3 separate regions of the Danio rerio genome follow, and regions 1 and 3 are each linked to region 2. Evidence: chromatin contacts called from public HiChIP or PLAC-seq data. All regions are on one chromosome and are shown on one strand. Each heading gives the region's core, a stretch centred on a gene start, on an enhancer-like site or on the middle of the called end of the contact. The rest is flanking DNA. Distances are from core to core; before and after follow the strand shown. Region 1 holds the start of si:dkey-21c1.1. Region 2 holds the start of zgc:112285. Region 3 holds the start of tbcc (tubulin folding cofactor C).

Region 1 (2,817 bases), core at 52-2,551, 200 kb after region 2:
TAAATAGAAAATGAGGCAAATAACTGTACAAAGGTCCACTTTTTGAGAACACCACTTTTATTAGGCTGGCTACGGCCCATCAAAGTTCTGGAAATAAAATTTTCTCAGTGACTCATTGGGATGGGCTCTATATTGATGTCAAACCTGAAAACAATTTACAATCAGAAATTACGGAATAATTTGTATAATCCAAATGACCTTAAATATATTATTTAATGTAAAAGTATAAAGATTTTTTTATTGATAATACAGTAATGTACAACAACTTGCCATCATTAGTACATCTTTGCATAACAATAAAAAACAGGTGCAAAAAAGCAACTATATAATAATAATCATATTCAGTTATATTATATATGAATAACTATATTATATATAAATAATATTACATAAAGATAAGGGTCATAACATTCGTTGCCATTTCAGAGCAGTAACTGTCCCTAATATTTTTTTTTAATTTTCCAAGATTTTTATAATTTTAGATAAAAGAGTAGCCTAATTGAATCATAAGAAAAATATATTTGTCCAGCTCAGGATATTACGGTTAAGGATTTTTTACTGAATTTTCACATGTAACAGAGACCAAATATCCTCGTAACCAAACATTTTCGTATCTTTAATAGGTGTTTAAAATAAAATAAGTTACTGTAATATTTACATTTTCTAAGGGTTAAAATGTCCATCACTTTACCATGCAATATTATTTTTAACGGGAATACTTTTAACGCAAGGCAAGTTTATTTATATAGGCCTAGCACATTTCATACACAATGGCAATTCAAAGTGCTTTACAGAAACAATAATAAAAAAAAAACAAGAAGATAAAAACGATTAAGGTAATTAAAATGATTAAAACAGATTTAAATTAGTTAAAACGGGTTATCAAAGAATGAAAAATAAAAAAAGACATAACAGTATTGCGATTTGTCAGACGAAGCACGAAGCGCATGGCAAAGACAGCTAAACTGATAGTAAAATTAAATAATTAAATACAAAAATAGTACAATAAAGGGAGCAATGTTATTTTCATTTAGTTTATATTTTTATATAAAAGTCAGAAGTTTAATCGCACTTTTGTTTTCATTAACGTTACCTTCAAGGCTTTCATATAAGAATGAATTTCATTTTAAAATGCAAAAAAATGTCCCTTAAAATATTTAGATTTGTGTATGTAGAAATCTACCACGCACAAGGATGTTGTTGATTAACAACTCAGTCAGAAGATTAAAAATAAAACGCTACGTGCGAATGTACGCCACTCCTCACGCAACGCCACGCACGTTACGTCATTATGACAGCAACAGATGGAAGAGCGAGTGAGCGAGAAAGAGAGAGAGAGAATGAGATCCGGCGAGATGGAGACGCTGTAACTTCAGAAAATGCCTGAACTCAAGCTCCATCTGTGAACAGACAGAGGTAGAGTACACCACAAACCCTTAGTCTCTTCACAAACCCCATTTATTCCGTTAAATCACTTCGCATGTTCTGTAGTATGAACAGTTGATCGCTAGGAGGAAGTAAAGTGAACTACACACATAGCATTGTGCTATCTGCCTTTCTGCTTGACATTTTCAACGCACTGTTTTTGCATGGCAACATTATTATCACACTGGGGCTTGTGTAAATGTGCCCTTTTGACTCCTGTCACAAAGAATTACATGTCGTTCACATTAATATAACACCGATAATATGGTTGCCATTTCGTTCGGTTTCACTATCGTTACTATGCTATACAGATCACTGTTCTAGTATGACTATAACATATTAGTGTGTTTTACGAATACATATTTACCTTACCTGATGATGTTTGAAGGCCTGAATTGATAGACGTTAATATTACGCTTTCTGCATACCTGCACTGCAATGCAAGCGTGTCTGCAGCTCCTCACACTGAATTATATTTGTCATTCGCTCATCATTAGGGGAAAACCTTGGCAAATCCCTTCATTTTGCTGGAAGGAAGCCGGTGTTCTGGTCATTGAGACGGAGTGGTGCTGTGTGTGCGCCCTTATTTGGCTGTCAAATGCACAGATCCGACATGCTGACAGAAAGCAGGTAACATTATTGTGTATGCACGTATGTTGCATTTATGTAACAGATATGCAATAGGCATCCATGTGGCATGTTATTGTCAGTGCATGCAGATTTAGCATAGTACTTCATTGCCTGCCGGTTATTTTTAGGTGTTCCTTTAGCAGGCTGATCCTCTTGACTAGCTGCTATATTGGTTAAATGAGTCTGTGCTGTTATCCAGCAGTATCAGCTCTCCTCTTGATGGTATTTTTTTAATTCCTAAATCTGAGTCATAATCCTGCAGTGGACGTATTGATGACTAATGGTTGCAATCAAGTCTGCAGTGCCACCATTTCTTGAGAAATGGCAAGATATGTGTCTGGACGTTGCATGCCGAATGAACACACTCAAAGGTGATGGTCTTTGTCAACAGAAAACGCAGACGAGGCTGTGATGCCGAGGAGCTGCAGGTCCTGCCCCAGCCAAAGAGGTCTGGAGGTTATTCCTTTCTCCCCGAGGTTGGCCATGATGTCTGGGACTCTGAGGTAAGAAGACAAAACACTTGGTTTAAATGCTGCTTTCATTCAAGATCAGGCTCATTTTAAAATGTCAAAAGGTTAAATAGTAGATAAAGAGACTAACATTGCAGTTCGCAGTCAATTTACCTTCAGGCTGCCCAATGTCTTGGTGATTTTTTTTCTGCTGTAGAACATAAAAGAAGATTTTTAGCTAAAACAATCATCCTTGGTGATTCATAAAATAGATACCAATGTTTAAAGCAGGGGTCACCAACAACAGGTCACA
Region 2 (2,700 bases), core at 163-2,662:
AACAATAAAGCGTTTGGTAAACAATATCCTTTGTCTGTTATTTTAAAAACAGTACAGTATGTGTTATGTTAAAATCATTCGCCCAAAGCCAAGGGAATTTCTCATTGGCTTACTGGCATTGCAATCTCTGTTTGTTTTCGAAGGACGTAGACAAAGAGAGCAAAAACATGTGAGGAGGTCCAACTAAACTTGGTGAACCGTGTTTTAGTTCAACTGCCCTGGACATTTCCATGGCCCTTTCATTGTAACTTTGACTAATTGGATGAGCAGGCACATTCCCTAGTATTGACTATCCCTGAGCAGGTGCTCCTTTCTGTTTTGTTTTTCCTTGTACTGTATTTCACGTTTGGATTAAATACAACAGGTGACACATCATGAGCAAGCATAATAAAACTCCATTCAGCCTAAAAAATAGTCACACGCACATAGTAATTATCTCAGCATCTCCTGGCTTCAAAACTGCTCCACAAGAGCAAACAACTTTTAAAACTCAGTTGGTTTCACCCTGTTTAATCTTGCTGTTCTAGTTCTTATGCCCTCTGCTGGTAACAAAAAGACTATACTGTACAAACCTTATGTCCTTGAGAAGTTTAGCTAAAGCAATGAGACATACTATAACAGGGGTGTCCAAACTTGTCCTGCATAGTTTAGCTCCAACTTCTTTTAACACACCAGTGTGGAAGTTCCTAGTGTATCTAGAAAGAGCTTGATTCGCTGTCTCAGGTGCGTTTAATTGGAGCTGGAACTAAAACATGTAGGACACCGGCACTCCAGGACCGAGTTTGGACACCCCTGAACTATAACATCTCTTATGGAAATTAAGCAGTGACATAAGGTCCTCTTAAAAAGTAAGTTTTTGGCTATGAACAATCATCCTTATGCCCTTGAGCAAGGCCCTTAATGCAGGTTGCTCCAAGAAGATTGTTTCTGTAATGAGCAGACTGTAAGTCACTTTGCATAAATGAGTGCTTACTAAGAACAGGTTCTACTAATCTTTAATGAAATTAATATATAAACGACACAAGGATCAGTCATAACCTTGTTAATTATTTATCAGGGCTTTACCCTGGTCAAACTTCCAAGGGTTTGAATGGAAGACAGATGAAGGTCTCATGAAGGTCTGTCCCTTTCATCATCCAAACAGCATGGTGTGACTGTAAGGAGGCTACTGGCAATCTATTCTGGGCGAGTTGTTTTGCACAGAGGCAAGGGATGAAAGTGCTGATGGGACTCCCATGATTCCCTGGGGCCAGCTTGTTCTGAAAACCCCTCGGCCACCACACCAGAACAATCCAGGATTGGGAGGGGTTTTGTCAAAGTGCTTTGTCCCAAAGACAGGGGAGTGGAGTGCACAAAGGATAGTGCCTGTAGTAGGCACAGTATAAATGGGTAATCGCCACAGCACAGCGCACAGTTTACTGTAGATCATGGCAGTACGGAGCCTTTTTTTCGCACTGTTGCTATTGCTTCTGGGTCTGGTACTGGACAGAGCCTCCACCCATGCATTCAACCCCAGTCGCCTTCAACAGCACAAAATCCTCCACCTCGGTGAGAAATTAAATGAAAACTGACCACTGACATCTTTCAAGTGCATTTCAACTTAAGAAAAAAAAATGACTTTATACTTATTTCTATGTCTTTCTCAAAGATCCAAATATGGATTTCCTTTCCTTCTTTCCTCTCCTGGTACAACACCTTTCATTTGCTTCCTCATAAATCCTGTCTACCTGGTGTTTGTCGTCTTTGTGGCACTTTAACTGACATTGACTCAAGTGTTGTTCTGTCCTTAGACTGGCCGAAGGACTGTGGCCTGGCTCATTTCAAACCAAACACAGTGGAGCGTATTGTGTCAGGCAACGAAGCAAGACCTCACTCCTGGCCGTGGCAGGTCTCACTGCAGGTAAATTGAACTTGGAATGACACAGAATTACTCAATGTCTACCAAAAGAGGAAGTCTCTGACGCTCGTTTCTATTTCTGTAGGTTCGTCCCAGAGGCAGCAAACATTATGTTCATGTGTGTGGAGGGACTCTGATCCATAAGAATTGGGTTCTGACTGCTGCTCACTGCTTCCAGAAGTAAGGCAAATCCTTAATTGATCACGAACGTTGATTGAAGTCACGTAGGGCATTGTTCCTAGATGTCTTCCCCCTTCAATGTCCTAACCAGTGTGTGACACTCTCTTTGTGTCCAGGGGAAAGGCAGAGGATGCTAGTAGCTGGCGTATTGTTTTGGGTAAGCATCAGCTAAAAAGATCAGAGACCGCAGAACGATTCTTTCCAGTGAAGAGGATCTACAGGCATGAGCACTTCCGTTATCCAGCTCACAGTGAACTGGACTACGATATTGCATTGGTTAAAGCTGCCACGGACATCCAGCCAAGCAACTTCATTCGCTATGCCTGCCTGCCGCGCAAGCAGATCAACCTTAATCCAGGGCACTACTGCTGGGTGACGGGCTGGGGGGACACACGAGGTACAAACGACAACTTAAACCTTTGACCTTAAGTTGCATCGTCTCATATATAAAAGATGGATGCTTTAAGATCAAGAAAAAACACTTATTGGTTTAGATGTTGAATCAAAGATGAGGTGTAGTAATTGTGTGGTAACACCCATTCCATCTACATATAAACCTGGTTTATTTTAAGCCCGGGAGGCAAAATAATTAACATTTTGAATGTTTATTGAGTTTACCAAGG
Region 3 (2,700 bases), core at 174-2,673, 160 kb after region 2:
AAGTCAATGGCTGCTGTTTTCTAACATTTTTCAAAATATCTTCTTTTGTGTTCAGCAGAGGAAAGAAACAAGTAGAGAATGAGTGAATAATGACAGATTTTCATTTTAGGTGAACTGTCCCTTTAAATGCATACTGACATGACCAGACAAGAAAACAACAAATAAACAAATGTGATCAAATCAGTATTTGGATTTATTATATTAATATACAGCCTCTGGTTAATTTATGATCATTGTAAATGAGGACCTCCTAAACATTCTTTGTTTACAGCATCTCAATATTAGTGCATTAACCCATCGCACGACAACACAATCCCATCATGACTGCTCAGCTGCCGTTCCCACAAAATCCCAACTACATATTCTCTCAGATTCAGGAATGACAGTCCAGTTGGGTGATGGTGTCCCAGCAGCGAGCCAATTAAAATCATCCACCTCTGTCCAGTTATTCCTATCAGGACTCAGTCCGGCTACTTTGAAATGATCAAGAATGCCTGGATAGGTCCATGTGAATGGGGCAAAGCTGACCCCTTGACAGTCCTCTATAATAGCCCGGCTGGTCACATGCAGATATACCCGAGTGGCAGTGGTGTTATGGGTGCGCAGCTGCTGACAAGGGAACACTAAAGTGCTGTCAGTGCACTGGTCCACAAACACAGAGCTGGACACCGGCCCACACATGATCTCACAGCTGCGGATGTTTTTGATGTGCAAGGTGCTCGGACAGCCATAAAGTCTGACTTTACAGTGGGTCAGGTGAGACAGCAAAACATCTCGCTGCTGGATCTCCTCAGCTTGCCTGACTAGGACTTGATTGTCAACATTGGAGAAGCCGCATTGATCTGCAGCATCCACCACTACAGTGCCAACTGAACCTGGCGCAGGCTTGTCTGCTGTTTGTTGCTGAATGGGTGTAGGCTGCTGCTGCTTACTCGTGTTTCTGGATCTAAAAGCGAACTTCTTTTTAGGCAGAATCTCCTCTCTTTTGTCAGTAATGGAGCTTTGGAGTTTCTGCAGGGATTCCTGTGCTTGTCGTATTTCATATTGGGTTAGAAACCTCACACTGTCATTGAGGAACTTCTGGAGCTGTTGAAACTTCACAGTTGCCTCCTCCAGTGTTTTTGCGGCTTTTTCGCGGTCGTTACAGCTGGATATCATCTCCTCGAGTTGTGTTTTCTCGGCGTTGAAAGTGGATGTAAAGAAGTCACTCTTTTCTTCCGTTACGGTCTGGCTTTGCTTGACGTCTCTCCGGCGCTCCGCCTCTTCCAGCCTCGCTTGATCTCTTCGCAAGACGCTTTCGGGAACTTTGACAGCTGTGTTTGTTTCTCCATCATCCTGCGCCACATTCATTTCAACTCCCAACGCAGCCATGATGATTCTCAAAGCGGGCGTGGTAAACGCACGCTGGTCATGTGATGATTCGTCTGAGTGTGCTTATCGATGATTGGATTAGGAATCAGTTCTGTTAGTAACGGAGACTCCTACTGGCGCTTTAAATACATCATTCATGGTTTTGCTTATTCGTTTAATAAATATATGTATTTGAGATGTACAGTTGAAGTCATAATTATTAGCCCCCCTTTGAATTTCTTTTTTAAATATTTCCCAAATGATGTTTAACGGAGCAAGGAAATTTCCACAGTATGTCTGATAATATTTTTTCTTCTGGAGAAAGACTTTTAGTTTTTATTTGTTTTATTTCGGCTAGAATAAAAGCAGATTTTAATTTTAAAAAATTTAAAGCCATTTTAAGGTCAATATTAGTCCCTTTAAGCTATATATTTTTTCGATAGTCTACAGAACAAACCATGGTTACACAATAACTTGCCTAATTACCCTAATCTGCCAAGCTATCCTAATTAACCTAGTTAAGCCTTTAAATGCCACTTAAAGCTGTATAGAAGTGTCTTGAAAAATATCTATTCAAATATTATTTACTGTAAAAATAAATCAGCTATTAGAAATGAGTTATTAAAACTATTATGTTTAGAAATGTGTTGATAAAATCTGCTCTCTAATAAACAGAAATTGGGCAAAAAATAAACAGGAGGGCTGATATTTCTAACTTCAACTGTATATTCGTAGTATATTCATATAAATACAAGCCTTTGTTATTAGAAAATAAAAATATTTTAAGATTAGTGCATATTTTTTTTACAGTGTCGTGTATGAATAGAACTGATGTTTAAAAATAAATAAATAAATAAATAAATAAATAAATAAATATATATATATATATATATATATATATATATATATATATATATATATATATATATATATATATATATATATATATATATATATATATATATATATATATATATATATATAACCCAAGCCAACATGGGGAGAACATGCAAGCTTCACACAGAAATGCCAACTAACCCAGCTGGGACTCAAACCAGCAACCTTCTTGCTTTGAGGCAACAGTGCTAACCACTGTGTCGCCTGGTTAGGATTTATTATTATTATTTCTATCTTGAAATCCATTACCAGTAAAATTCTGTATTTTTGGTATATGGTCATTGTGAGTATTATAAGGACATGAAAAAATACAATATAGCACAATTTTTATACATTTTTGTTGTCCATGTCACTGTCTTTTAATTAAGGCCCAATCCGAATTCTGTTTTTATACCCCTACCCCTTCCCCTTGGCCCTTACAACCGAGGGTTAAGGAAAAGGGCTTCAAAATTT

What was found. HiChIP or PLAC-seq counts read pairs in DNA pulled down with a chosen protein or histone mark.
Region 1: an H3K4me3 HiChIP or PLAC-seq map of gastrula embryo shows a contact between it and region 2, with 3 times the contacts expected there. The contact joins the promoter of si:dkey-21c1.1 here to the promoter of zgc:112285 in region 2. A contact is called at or near these places in 1 of 18 Hi-C or Micro-C datasets (caudal fin) and 2 of 4 datasets of contacts at active chromatin or transcription factors (embryo and gastrula embryo).
Region 3: an H3K4me3 HiChIP or PLAC-seq map of gastrula embryo shows a contact between it and region 2, with 5 times the contacts expected there. The contact joins the promoter of tbcc here to the promoter of zgc:112285 in region 2. A contact is called at or near these places in 4 of 18 Hi-C or Micro-C datasets (caudal fin, embryo, hematopoietic stem cells and 1 more) and 3 of 4 datasets of contacts at active chromatin or transcription factors (caudal fin, embryo and gastrula embryo).

What each region holds. Positions count from the first base shown.
Region 1 is chr12:36,759,764-36,762,580 of GRCz12tu, reverse strand. si:dkey-21c1.1 reads left to right here and starts at 1,301. Exons shown (of 4, transcript NM_001328019.1): 1 at 1,301-1,416; 2 at 1,923-2,055; 3 at 2,447-2,558. The coding sequence starts at 2,024. si:dkey-21c1.4 reads right to left here and starts at 2,448. Exons shown (of 5, transcript XM_021480389.3): 1 at 1,793-2,448.
Region 2 is chr12:36,963,303-36,966,002 of GRCz12tu, reverse strand. zgc:112285 reads left to right here and starts at 1,412. Exons shown (of 6, transcript NM_001025514.1): 1 at 1,412-1,548; 2 at 1,791-1,900; 3 at 1,983-2,077; 4 at 2,194-2,474. The coding sequence starts at 1,428. All of the region lies in intron 1 of syt15 (synaptotagmin XV), which reads right to left. LOC798089 reads left to right here. Exons shown (of 4, transcript XM_073918683.1): 4 at 1-26.
Region 3 is chr12:36,800,412-36,803,111 of GRCz12tu, reverse strand. It overlaps tbcc (tubulin folding cofactor C), which reads right to left and starts at 1,423. Exons shown (of 1, transcript NM_001256248.1): 1 at 172-1,423. The coding sequence starts at 1,371. The coding sequence ends at 319.